Linked DNA regions of Oncorhynchus mykiss: region 2 is linked to region 1. The links are chromatin contacts, called in public Hi-C maps. All regions are on one chromosome and are shown on one strand. The core of a region is the stretch at or near the end of the contact, and the rest is flanking DNA. Distances in the headings are between cores, read along the strand shown.

The links. Hi-C and Micro-C count contacts between places; a contact is called where the count stands out from the background.
Region 2: a Hi-C map of liver shows a contact between it and region 1, with 3 times the contacts expected there. The contact joins the promoter of LOC110522413 here to the promoter of LOC110522396 in region 1. A contact is called at or near these places in 2 of 3 Hi-C or Micro-C datasets (blood and liver).

What each region holds. Positions count from the first base shown.
Region 1 is chr1:39,119,473-39,125,867 of USDA_OmykA_1.1, reverse strand. It overlaps LOC110522396 (furin), which reads right to left and starts at 2,868. Exons shown (of 15, transcript XM_036977112.1): 1 at 1,867-2,868.
Region 2 is chr1:39,333,175-39,339,569 of USDA_OmykA_1.1, reverse strand. It overlaps LOC110522413 (protein shisa-like-1a), which reads right to left and starts at 2,429. Exons shown (of 2, transcript XM_021600792.2): 1 at 1,257-2,429; 2 at 1-758. The coding sequence starts at 1,465. The coding sequence ends at 488. man2a2 (alpha-mannosidase 2x) reads left to right here and starts at 3,245. Exons shown (of 24, transcript XM_036977122.1): 1 at 3,245-3,864; 2 at 5,157-5,244.

The DNA.
Region 1 (6,395 bases), core at 1,619-4,118:
GCCTATCAAGAGATCATTGTGTTTCCTTTGGCTGGCAGTGTTTTTGTACTGTACAATGTGAAGTGTAGGCTAAATTTTAAGACATAGTTTGCAAAACAAATGCCCCTGCAATTGGTACTAATCATCATGATATCATTCGGCTAGGTAGGCCTCCTTTGCAGTCAACATTTGATGAGGAAGGTTTTTTGGGGAAAGCCTTTAGAAACTCAAACAGCGCATGACGACTGAATTGCGCATTACAATTGACAGAGAATTGTGAAAGAATAATAAACAGGGTTGTTTTTGTTTATATTTCCATAGAAAAGATAACTCAGAGGACCTATCATCTGTCAATTGCGCATCACCAAACTTTTTGAATACCTGGTCTACATACCCATTGTTGCATACCCACTGCTGTTTGAATAAATCTTAATAAAAAATAAGCTAATTGTGAACCAAAAACTAGCGTGACAAAAAAACTAGTGTTTTGGTTGCAGTTTTGAGCCCTGTGTCCTAGCTCTGGTCGACTCATTCTTAGAAAGGCTTATATTCCAGTTTCTACTGACCCACGGAGGAGGAAAACAGAGCATACCACCACAAATCCTCTCTAGAGACACACAATGCTCAGGGAGTGGAACAATAATCATCACAGCAGTGGGAGACACACACACACACATACACACACACACACACACACACACACACACACACACACACACACACACACCTGGAGGCCTCCACATGGCAGGCAGTGACCTCGGTTGACTTTGTACAGAGGAGCATACTTAAGGAAGAATGCAGCAACTCTTGGAGGACAATGAAAGTGCACTTATAGTTTTTTGTTTTAAACTCACAAAATAACATTTTTGGAAGTGAACTTTATTTGTCCTTGAAGAGTTGCTGAATTTCCCCTTCATTTTCAGTCTGACTCGGCTCCTGACTGGCTCTACTAAGGAAAACACAAAGAGAGTGGGTGAATGCTGCCAGCCACTGACAAGCACCAGCCCATAGTACTGCATGGTGCATTAATCCACTGATACAACCTGAGTCAATGGATTCCTCAGGAGGGTTGTATGTCAGCATTACCATTATATCACCCTGACAGTGACTCTATACCTCCTTAGAACCAAACAAAACATCAAGGCCCTCACTGCAGATCTGTGTCACCTAAATAAAGGCCATTCCCAAGTGAGTGTCATTTCAATAGGATTCAGGTCACTCTAGAAACCATCCGGTCAATATGTTCAACAGTTACAGCCAGAGTTAGCCAGTCAGAGAAGTTCACAGGTAAACAAAACAACTGCTCCTGAACGTAGAACTAAAAGGCTAAGACATTGGACCTGATAAGTAACCAAAACATCTACTTTAAAAAGTGCAAATCGTGTCATGCAGTGTAAATCCTATTGGAAAACTCTGCATATGTACAGTACAACTCCGCCACACTTCACGTTGTTTTGCATTCTACAGTAATGTAAGACCTTCGTTTTACCCTGCTGAGATTCCTATGGGCATGAATGATCAGATATACCATAGCCCGAGGATGGATTAGCTGGGTCACAGAAAGTTCATTTTTAGAACAAAAACTGACTCTCCTATAAGCTTGTCATTTGTTTCTTTGATACTTATCTTCAGACCAGTCATATTATGTCGGCTCACTGTAACTCATGATCTTATTATCAATGACGTATGCTACTCAAAATGCCAATAACATAGTAATAAGTAATAGCAATATTTATGCAAAACAAATCATACAAAAGTGATTTAGGCATTTATATAGGGGAAAAAATTAAATGAAGGAACAAATAAAAACACACAATCGACTATGTTGAAGGCAAGTAAATGTCTTACTTTAGAAAAAAAAAAAAAAATATTATGCCAAGATCTTACCACGAGTTATCTCTTTGAGGACCTGCACTTCAATAAGCAAGCTTCGTAGAGCTGGTTTAATTTCATCAAATAAAACATAACATCAGACAGCTGGCTGGTCCTGTGTAGCTAGAGCACCAATGTTCGCCGAACTCCCGAGTCCTAGCTCCAAATTGTGAAGTGAAGTATCGACAGCGCTGTCAGACACTGGAAGAGAATGCGCTCTTATGCTACCCTATGCCTCTCATTAATTCGTTCCCTCCCAGCCCGCCAAGGCACTACCCACATCGGGATACCTCCAACTCCAACCTCTTTGCTCAAAGAGCAAAACAACACACGTTGGCTATGACTTGCACCATTCTGTCGGATGAAAGAACCAAATCATGTCTCAACTGCCTGGTTGACAGCTCTCTCTCCTCTCGAGGCGTGGCTCGGAACTCTGTGGAGTTACTCGTGTGACATACCCAGACACCAAGTCCCCTGGTGTATCGTGGTACTGCAATATTGTCACCCCTCTGTTATCTTTGGTTCGGAGTAAACTTTCCACGTCTTCTCGTTGCCTCTCATGGTGTTCGTTTCAGCTAGCCTCCGTGCAAATAACGTTAACAAGCTAGCTAGGACTTCCAACACGTTTTTCCCCCCCTATGTAACGTTAGGGCATTCAACACAATTCCGTGACATGCATACTGCTCTATTCGAACAAACTATTATATTTAAAGCACATTGTAAAATTCTAAAAATGTCATAAATTCCTTTATACGAGAAACTGACATCGTCCACTTGGCTAGGAATCGTGCCGCGTTCAAGTGCTAGTTGGAACTAAGAAACTCTGATATTCCCGACTCGCTAACTGGTTGTAGTTAATCACGTGCCACGTTCAACGAATTAGTACATTGGATATTTGAACACTGCATTTACAAGCTACAAATCCCAGGAAGTAAATCCACACGCCCCAGCCCTACGTCATCGTTAGAGCACAGAGTTTCTAAACCCAGAGGCGCAACATCGCGAGACTTCCGGGAAAGCTTGCGAAATAGACCAGTCCGGGGTTTGAGAAGTCAATGAGAGAAGTGAACAATTCTTCCTTAGTTGTTACATTTCTCGAAATCGAAAAAAGCACCACCTAGATTCCACCCCAATGACTTAAGTAGTTGAACATGTTATTACTCCAACCTCGTGAAAGTAACCTTAAATAGTGGCACATGCGCAGTTCTTCGCGACCCGATGCCAGGCAATGTCGCCATGACAATTTCAGGGTGCGTTCGTAGATTAATTTCGGATATCTTCTCCTTTCTCTCGTCTGAGTGTGCCAGAGCGCAGAATATGCATGTATGAATGCACAACACCCGTTGAATATGACAGGTGTCAGTAAAGGTTGGAAAAAACGGAGTTTAACTGGTGCTAGCAGCACAGTTAGTCGCTACCGCCCAAGATAACATGAAAACAGCCTAGCTCTGCTAGGGCGAGTAAAATGATCAGAATGATGTGTTCTCTCATTTTTGTCAGGAAGTAGCTAGCAAACTAGCCAATTTAAACCAGTTAACTTGGGTGCTTGACTGCCGTTGTGTGGTCAGAACGCTCGGATCAACTCCGTTAGAGCGTCCTGTCTGCGCTCTGAACGCTCCTGGAGCGAATCGCTCTGAATTTATGAACAGACAATCAGACGATTCTGAATTTACGAACGACAGGAGCGCACTCGAGAGGGATTTTACGAACACACCCTTAGTCTAGTTTCATAATTTAATGTCTTTGGTTAGATCATACGTGGTGCCACCACATTTCCAAACTGTCTACGAGCGGCATCTACCGGATTTATACCGTGCATGCATAAATAATGGCTTCCATGCAATGTTGTATGGGAGAGGGCGCAAAAGAGCGATCCTGTTTATTCTGACTCGCTTGCTAACACACAAACCCAATGACAAACAGAGGCTCTGCTGTTAATACGGTCCAAAATGATCCATCAACCCGGATGTAGAATTTTTAGGATTCTCTTCCCCTCATTTTATTTTACATATGCTATTGTTGCTAACTGCGTCAAAAATAGAACATGTTCTACAGTGTCGCGTAAACTGTGACAGCTGACTGCACTGGTAGCCACGCCTACTGAAGAGAGTGAACTGATTCTTGGCAGCCTACTTACTGTAAGCATAACAAACCTTTGTGTTGATGCTATAGTCTCCCATTTTGTTATTACTTTAGTTGAGTGCTTCATAGTATGATTATAACTATTGTAATGAAACAGCAGGGAGCAGGTCTCGAACCCTCGACCTTCGATCCCGAGGTCCGGCGCGCCAAAAGCATGCTTGTGTGGCAGGGTCGATTTCCGCGTTTATAAACCCAGGGTAGTTACACTATTTTACCCTACGGATTATTTATTAGCTAATTTCGTTATGCCTGCTAGCATAGGCCTATATTAAGGCCTATTTGGCTACATTAGCCAAACTCAGTCTAATGATTGGTTATTTGATACAAATATTAAAAAGAATAATAAACAGGGTTGTTTTTGTTTATATTTCCATAGAAAAGATAACTCAGAGGACCTATCATCTGTCAAAGTGGCATCTAAAATGAACTTCCGCGGAAGAAAATATAAGCGGGGCAGCAACTGGTCTTACCCAGAGGTGGCAGAACTCCTCCAGCAGTGGTCAGATGAGTCGGTCCAACTAGAGTTGGAGTTTCCTCAGAAATCAACATGTTTTCAACCGAATAGCGGACGTCCTGCGAGAGAAAGGCATCTATCACACTGGCGACCAGTGCAGGGAGAATATCAAAAAGATTCAACTGGAGTACCGCCGCATCAAGGTCAATCACAAGATGATGTGCGGCGGGAGGTCGTGGAAGTCTTATGATGTAATGAACCGGGTTTTAGCGAACCAACCCGGCCATAGTCTACTCCTCTTTGGGCAGTACTGTTATAGCCCACCAGGTCATCCAGAGCTCCCCAAGTGAGGCAGGCGCATACCTCCATGGTCTGCCAGGTGGTGTCATGCCCTGGCCATAGAGAGGCTTTTATTCTCTATTTTGGTTAGGCTAGGGTATGACTAGGGTGGGCATTCTAGTTTCTTTATTTCTATGTTTTCTGTTTCTATGTTTTGGCCGGGTATGGTTCTCAATCGGGGACAGCTGTCTATCGTTAGCCTGTTTTTCCACCTTAGTTGTGGATAGTTGACTTTGTTAGTGGAATGTATAGCCCTAGTAAGCTTCACGTTCGTTTTTGTTGGTGACATTCATAATAAAAATAAATGTACACTCACCACGCTGCACCTTGGTCCGGTCATTTCCCTGACGATGTTCGTGACAGAACTATCCACCACAAACGGACCAAGCGGCGTGGCCGGGAGGAGCAGCGTTTTCTGGAGGAATGGACATGGGAGGAGATCTTGGAAGGCAAGGGACCCTGGGCAAAGGCTGGAGAGTATCGGCGTCAAAGGGGGGAGATAGAGGCGGTGAAAGTAGTGGCGACAATACGAGGAGTTGGCACAGCGGAGCAGGCAAAAGAGGCAGCCCCCCCCCCCCCCCCCCCAAAAAAAAAAAAAATTGGGTGAGCAAATGTGGAGATTGGCTGAGTCAGGTTGGAGACCTGAGCCAACTCCTCATGCTTACCGTAGGGAGCGTGGTACTGGTCAGGCACCGTGTTATGCGGTGGAGCGCACGGTGTCTCCAGTGCGTATTCACAGCCCGGTGCGCTACATTCCAGCTAGAGTGGGCATCCAGCCAGGACAGATGGTGCTGGCTCAGCGCATCTGGCCGCCAGTGCTTCTCTACGGCCCAGGATGTCCTGCGCCGACTCTGCGCACTGTGTCTCTGGTGCGTCTGTGCAGGCTCTATGCTCGAGACCTCCTGTGAGCCTCCACGGCCCAGTGTATCCTGTGCCTGCTCCAAGAACCAAGCCTCCTGAATGTCTCGCCAGCCTGGTAAGCCCTGTGGCAGCTCCACGCACCAGGCTGCCTATACGTCTCCTCACTCCAGTGAGGATCCATGGCACGAAGCCTCCGGTGATGATCCATGGCACAAAGCCTCCAGGGATGATCCATGGCACGAAGCCTCCAGTGATGATCCATGGCACGAAGCCTCCAGGGATGATCCATGGCACGAAGCCTCCAGTGATGATCCAGGGCACGAAGCCTCCAGTGATGATCATTGGCACAAAGCCTCCAGTGATGATCCATGGCACAAAGCCTCCAGTGATGATCCATGGCACTAAGCCTCCAGTGATGATCCATGGCCCAGAGCCTGCAGTGAGGATTCATGGCACGAAGCCTCCAGCACTGATCCGCGGTCCGGAGCCTCCAGAGGCAGTCCCTCGGTCCGGAGCCTCCAGCGACGATACCCCGGTCCGGAGCCTCCAGCGACAGCCTCCAGTCCGGAGACTCCAGCGAGGGTCCCCAGTCCTGGGCTTGCATCGAGGTTCCCCAGTCCGGGGCCTGCAGCGAGGGTCCCCAGTCCAGAGGCGCCACCTAAGTGGGGGGAGCCAGAGGTGGAGCGGGGTCTGCGTCCCGCACCGGAGTAGATGCCCACCCGGACCCTCCCCTATAGAGTCAGGTTCT
Region 2 (6,395 bases), core at 1,180-3,679, 210 kb before region 1:
AGCATTGTATTTCATTATGATAAGGATGACAAAAGACAGACCATAGATATCATACAGTATCATCTAATGTTCCATACATTTACCTGAAGTAGACACCCAATGCAGGGCATTAGGTATGAGCCCTCTTGCTCAGTATAGAGACAAAGTAGTTTACTGATTCACTGTATATCCTAATAAATCTGGTGCTGATGGGAATACATGTACCTATTAAAACTATACACATTGGAAATATACAAGCAAAACCATAAGATATCTTATGATCACTCATTATCCCTATATACTCTGGTGTGATCCATATGCATGAAAACACCCTGTTATGCCATAGTGTATGTATGTTATCCAGTTTTTTGTTGTTTTAAATTGATGGTCATCAAGGGATTCAAATGCTCAAATGTAGAACTTGGCATGGACATTTCTCCCCTAGGACACTCTCAGTCTTTAATGGGTCAGCCAAATTGCCTCACTGTTGTCGGTGTCCTCTGTTACCTTAGAGACAAGAGGAGTCTTGAGGGATCTTGTGCTCACCTAGGACTTGTGAGTCCCTCCCATTGCCATGGTAGCAGTAGAGCTGCTGCTGTGTCTTGTTGCTGTACGGGAAGAGGAGGCTAGAGATCCAACGGGGACACTTGACATGCCTCGTAAGAGCTGCCGTTACTGAAAGACCCCGTGCACGACAGAACCATAGGAAGTCCACAAGCATCAGGACCAGTACCAAGGACCCATAGAGCAGAACCACAGTCTGGAACAGGGACCTGTAGCTGTATTGGAATCAAAACAGAAAGCTCTCATGAAGAACTAGAGCCAAGCTTTCCAGTGGTCAATGACGATGATGCTTCCATGAAAGTCATTTTTGCAGACAGTGCCCAAAGTTTAGGATAATAATTTGATTTGATCAGTTTCCCACAAAAAATAAAATAAATAAACATCCATAACAACAATGCAAAAATAACAACACAGGAAATATCAATATGATCAAAGCTCATAAGTGTTCCAAGGCTGAAATGAGTCACAAACAGCACCATCTGTCTCTAATATATTCCTAACAGCTTGTTTAATTAATTATTGAAATGTCAGTTTTGCTTATATTTCCACAAAAGCAACAAGTATAGGGTGTGAAGTATGTTGTATCAACCAAAAAGCCTACCATACGCTCACTCAATCTAAGGACAAAACACAACATAAATGCTGGATAGAAAGTTCTGCTCTCCTAGGGTAGCCATACTAGCCTACAGGTTTAGGTGAGTATGGTTACTAACCTGTACACAGGTTCTTTGGAGTTCACTCTGGTCCCTGTCTGACTGCTGTTCATGCTATTGTGGTACTGGGAACGTGGGCAGCACTGTTTGAGCCCAAGACCCTCTCCCAGCCAGCAACAGAAGGACAGGTCAGGGGGGTCAGAGAGGCGGGGACAGTGGAACCCTGTGTGGTGACCACCCCAGTGGTCAGAGTAGGCCTCACACAGCATAGCTCCACACCCTACTTCATTAGGATTTCTGCCAATAAAAAGCAGCTTGTTAGTTGGATATAAGATATGTAAGACAATTGTTAGTTACTATTGTTAGTAATAGGTGACTTAATTAATATTACAAATTAAATCAATCACATTTTATTTGTCACACAACAGGTGTAAACTATCAGTGAAATGCTTACTTACAGGTCCTTTTCCAACAAGGCAGAGTTAAAGATAAAGATGATTTAATTAAGATAGAAGGATAAAGTGGAGAGCCTTACCTGGTTTAAGTCCACAGTATTCCCCTGCCTTTGGTTTGTGCTTCATGTGGATTATGTATGATGTAGAGCAGGAAACTTACCTAGCATTCCACAGGGAATGCTCACCTAGGGATCTGCTTGTCACATGGCAAAACCTTGCATGTCCTGTTTATCTCCCTATCTGGTCCCTTATCATCCCTACATTCTTTATCCAAACCTTCCTCCCAATCCAGTCATCATCCATCACTAGTAGATAATTAGCTGAATAGTCAGGCACTCTGCTATATTTTTATGTCATAATACTCTGCAATATAATAAAAATGAAGGATATTTTTTGTTGAACAAAATAACACATTCTCAGATGGACCAAATGTTATCAAAACATATTTCACAAAGTTCATCATAATGTAACAACTTTTCTGAGTGCGCATAAAAATCGATTTAAGATATAGATGGTTATTTAATCATTGGCTTTTGAGTACATCCCACAAAGCTTTGCAGGTCTCAATCAATTGCGCTAGGCTAAAACAAAGATGATGAATACGTTAAAATAAATGGTCAGTTCCTGTCTGCTTACAGGATCCGACACTTTTTTCAATTTCCCCCTAAAATGACATACCCAAATCTAACTGCCTGTAGCTCAGGACCTGAAGCAGGGATATGCATATTCTTGATACCATTTGAAAGGAAACACTTTGAAGGTTGTGGAAAAGTGAAATTAATGTAGGAGAATCTAACACATTCGATCTGGTAAAAGATAATACAAAGAAAAAAAACAATCTTTGAAATGCAAGAGAAAGGCCATAATGTATTATTCCAGTCCAGGCACAATTTAGATTTTGGCCACTAAATGACAGCAGTGTATATGCAAAGTTTTAGAGTGATCCAATGAACCAATGCATTTCTGTTCAAAACGTTGTATCGACTGCCAAAATGTGCCTAATTGATTTATTAATACATTTTCAAGTTCATAATTGTGCACTCTCCTCAAACAATAGCATGGTATTATTTCACTCTAAGAGGTTAAGGGGTGCTCTCCCATAGACGGGAAGCACTATTTTCATGCCACTTCGATACCATAGTGACTTTTTAGTAAGCAGGTTAGGAGTCTGAGGTTAAGGTTAGGGAAAGGGTGAGTTTGCAAAAATCACTTTGTATTGAAGTGGCGTGAAAAGTATGTCCCCTCAGAGTAGCAGGAGGAGATCTGTTGACCCTTCCTGTCCGGAAGTAATTTAACCATTCATCCTAGTCATTGTGATCTGTAGAACTGCTATTTTCTCATATCATTCTAGGATTATGCATTATATTAATAAAGTCAGATTTAAATACAAATAAGATTAAGGGTACAAAAAAGGTTAAGGGTACAAGACTGTACATATCAGTGGTGGCTGCTGAGGGGAGGACGGCTCATAATAACGTCTGAAACGGAGCGAATGGAATGGCATCAAACCATGTGTTTGATGTATTTGATACGATTCCATTGATAAGTAGTAATGATGTCCTTCGCCACCGTTTTCTTACAGTAAATAATTTCAAGATCTTTCTAGCGAATTTCTTTGATAAATTATTGTATAACTAGCAAATTAGTTTTGAAGTTGAGGGTGCAGTATTTATGAAGTTTGGCAATGAGGATTAGCATAGTTCCGCTAGCCAGCTAGTTTAGCCAAGGAAAACTCGGGAAGGATATAGCTGGGCGCACTAGGCTAATTCAGGATACTTGTTTTTGTGCCCTGACATCAGGAGCCAGAGGCGAAAAGTTTGATTAAAAGTTTCAGAGACTGAAACGAATACATCAGATAACACATATTTAAGGAGTGAGAATCGATATACAATCCCGAAATCGGCTGTAACTGTCACCAGCTAAACAAAGCTTAAAACGATGTTTGAATGACCCTGAATCCACAAAATGAATTGTGACTGAAGTCGCTTATGGACACGTCGGTAGACTCCTCCTCCTCACCTCATTGAAAGAAAAAAAAATGAGGGAGTGGGATATTTCGGTTCCTCTTTCGTCTCTGACACGCATATCCAATCTATGGCTGACGGCGAAACAGAAAACCATTCGGTAGCTATGGATAACCGTCCACGGGCATCATAACGTCAATTTTTTATGTGTCCCGTAAACAGATATTCGGGATGATTTGACTCTGACTGGTAGGTTGATTTCTTTGACACTGAGCTAGCTAGCTAGTTACTGGTAGCCAGGGTAATGCTAATGCTAGCTAAATGGTTGTATAGTCAGATAACTAACGTAACGTTAGCTAGCAAACCTTACAGTGTTTGAGCCGTGGGATTGTGCCCAGCAGCTGTCAGTCAGTCAGAGACGAGTGCAAACTCCAGTGGCAAAAGGATTGCTGAAGCAAGCTTGCTAATGCAGTAATGTAACAGCACCTGCTAGCTAGCTAACTAGCTAGCTAGCTAGCTAGCTAGCTAACAGGCGTAAATGAAACAGACAGGCTAACTAGCTAGCTAAGTTGTTATGGTAACAGAGAAATGCCTACCCATAGAAATAGAACGGACTTGGACGCTCTAACCCTGACAAGTTGACTGGTAAACTCATAGGTACACTCGCAGTGACTGCCAGGTATTGCGATGCAATAATTTCAATGGTAATTTGGAATGTTCTATCAATTGATGCTGGATTGCCATGGTGATGTAGATTGTTCATTCAAATGATGCTAGCTGATGTAGCTCTTGCAATGGAATGTATTTTTTTTTCTAATGTCAGTTGAGTTGACTCACAGCACAGATTGAAGCGTATGTACACTTAGGGTACACTCAAATTGTTTCAAATCCACCCAACCTGTCATTGTAGATCCTAGCTAATATAGCTAGCTGTCTGTCAGGCATGACTGCATGAATCATAGTTTATGCCTGTGTATGAATGGTATCCTATTTGGAACTACCTAGCTCATTTAAAAATACAATGACATTGACTATCCAATGAAAGCTTTATTTGTCACATGTGCCGAATACAACAGGACCTTACTGTGAAATGCTTACTTACACGCCCTTAACCAACAATGCTTTTTAAGTTTTAAGCAAATATAGTTTAGTAAACATTTACTAAATAAACTAAAGTAAAAATAAATAAAATAAAAGTTACACAATACAATAACGGGGATACCTGTACCGAGTCAATGTGCAGGGGTACCCCTGTTATTGGTAATTGTGTTAATTTGTAGATATAGGTAGGGGTAACGTGAGTATGCATAGATTCTCTCAGTAAAGTTAGCTAGCTAGCATCGAAAAATATATTTGTCACTGGGTATCACTAGATCTTGATAGCTAGCTAGCTATATTGATACTTATTTGCTTGAAAGATGAAGAATTATTGAGTTGCCATGTTATTGTTGCTTCACACCTCATCCCACACACAGGGAATCACCATTAACTATTCCGGAGCTTTATTTGACTTCACTGATTGCTGCTGTTTTCATTTACAGGTTCGACAAACAAGGATACATTTCCACAAACTGATATTTCTTTACCACGTCAGTTTCCATCATCTGTATTGATGAAGGGGAATCAGCAGTCACTGGCCCCATCTTTTTCTTACAAGCTCATGCATGGGAAATAATCAAATCTAGTCTTTGGAGTCTGATATCCTCATGTAGTGATTTATGCATTGCAAAATGTGGAGCTTGCAACAGTGACTTTTCCTAGCAAAGATTGCAAGCTCATTTATATTAAAGGCAGAGTACTTTACTTAGCTAATATCACTGGAGCCTGTCATTTCCATGTTAGGAGAGGTTTAGTCATCATGCACAGATGGCCCAACACATCATTTTTGAATTGGGAACCATTTAGTTGTTTTGCAGCCAGTGTAAGTGTTGGGTCTTATCACAAATCCCCATGGCAAGGCTGTCACTGACAGCCTGTTAGTTGATAGGATTATGATCATACAGGATTTGCTGTTGGAAGGAGGAACACCTGTCTTTCTTTAGCTAGCAAGCGTCCTGAAATCCAGGCCACTGGGCTCAGCATGGTTATTTTGCTTCTTGGTATACATTCTTTATCAAGATCTGTCTGTGACTCTCTTCTCCTACACACTTGCATACAGCCTTTTACTGAGTACTAAACGCAGGATTACATAGTTGTTTTGGCCATGCTTCCTTAAACTGAGATTATTACCCTCCGGCTTCAGAAAAGGACCCTAGGACATAATTTAAACATGATGCAAACGTGACCAAGGAAATGTGTCTTATTTTTTTGCCATTGTTGATATGGTTAGGCTTTGTCAAAGAGAGCATCGTAGTGACATTTGTCTCATGCTGGAGTGCTTTGAGCCAAGCGAAAAATACTATCTAAAGAGCTGGTGGTACCTGTAGCCAAGTCCTTCATTCACCCCTGTTTCTCCGCACCACTGAAGCCATGTGCTTACTGTTATGGCTATGCCCTGGCAGCCAACCAGAGCGAAGGGGGACTCTGCCAGTGCTAAAGAATTAGACACAGCCCAGGGAGTTGGACTGGACCAAAGGATTGCACACACACACACACACACACACACAGAGACACCATGCTGCGGAGACAGTAGGCTCCCTGTTTGAGCCCTCGCTGTTTAGTGCTTGTTTTTTTGTGTTTTTTTTCCCCCTCCGCAAATCTCAAAGGTTTGGATGGTTGGGAGCACAAGGGCCACTTTGAAGGAGCCCGGCTGTGGTTTGGCCGGAGCTGACAGACTGCTT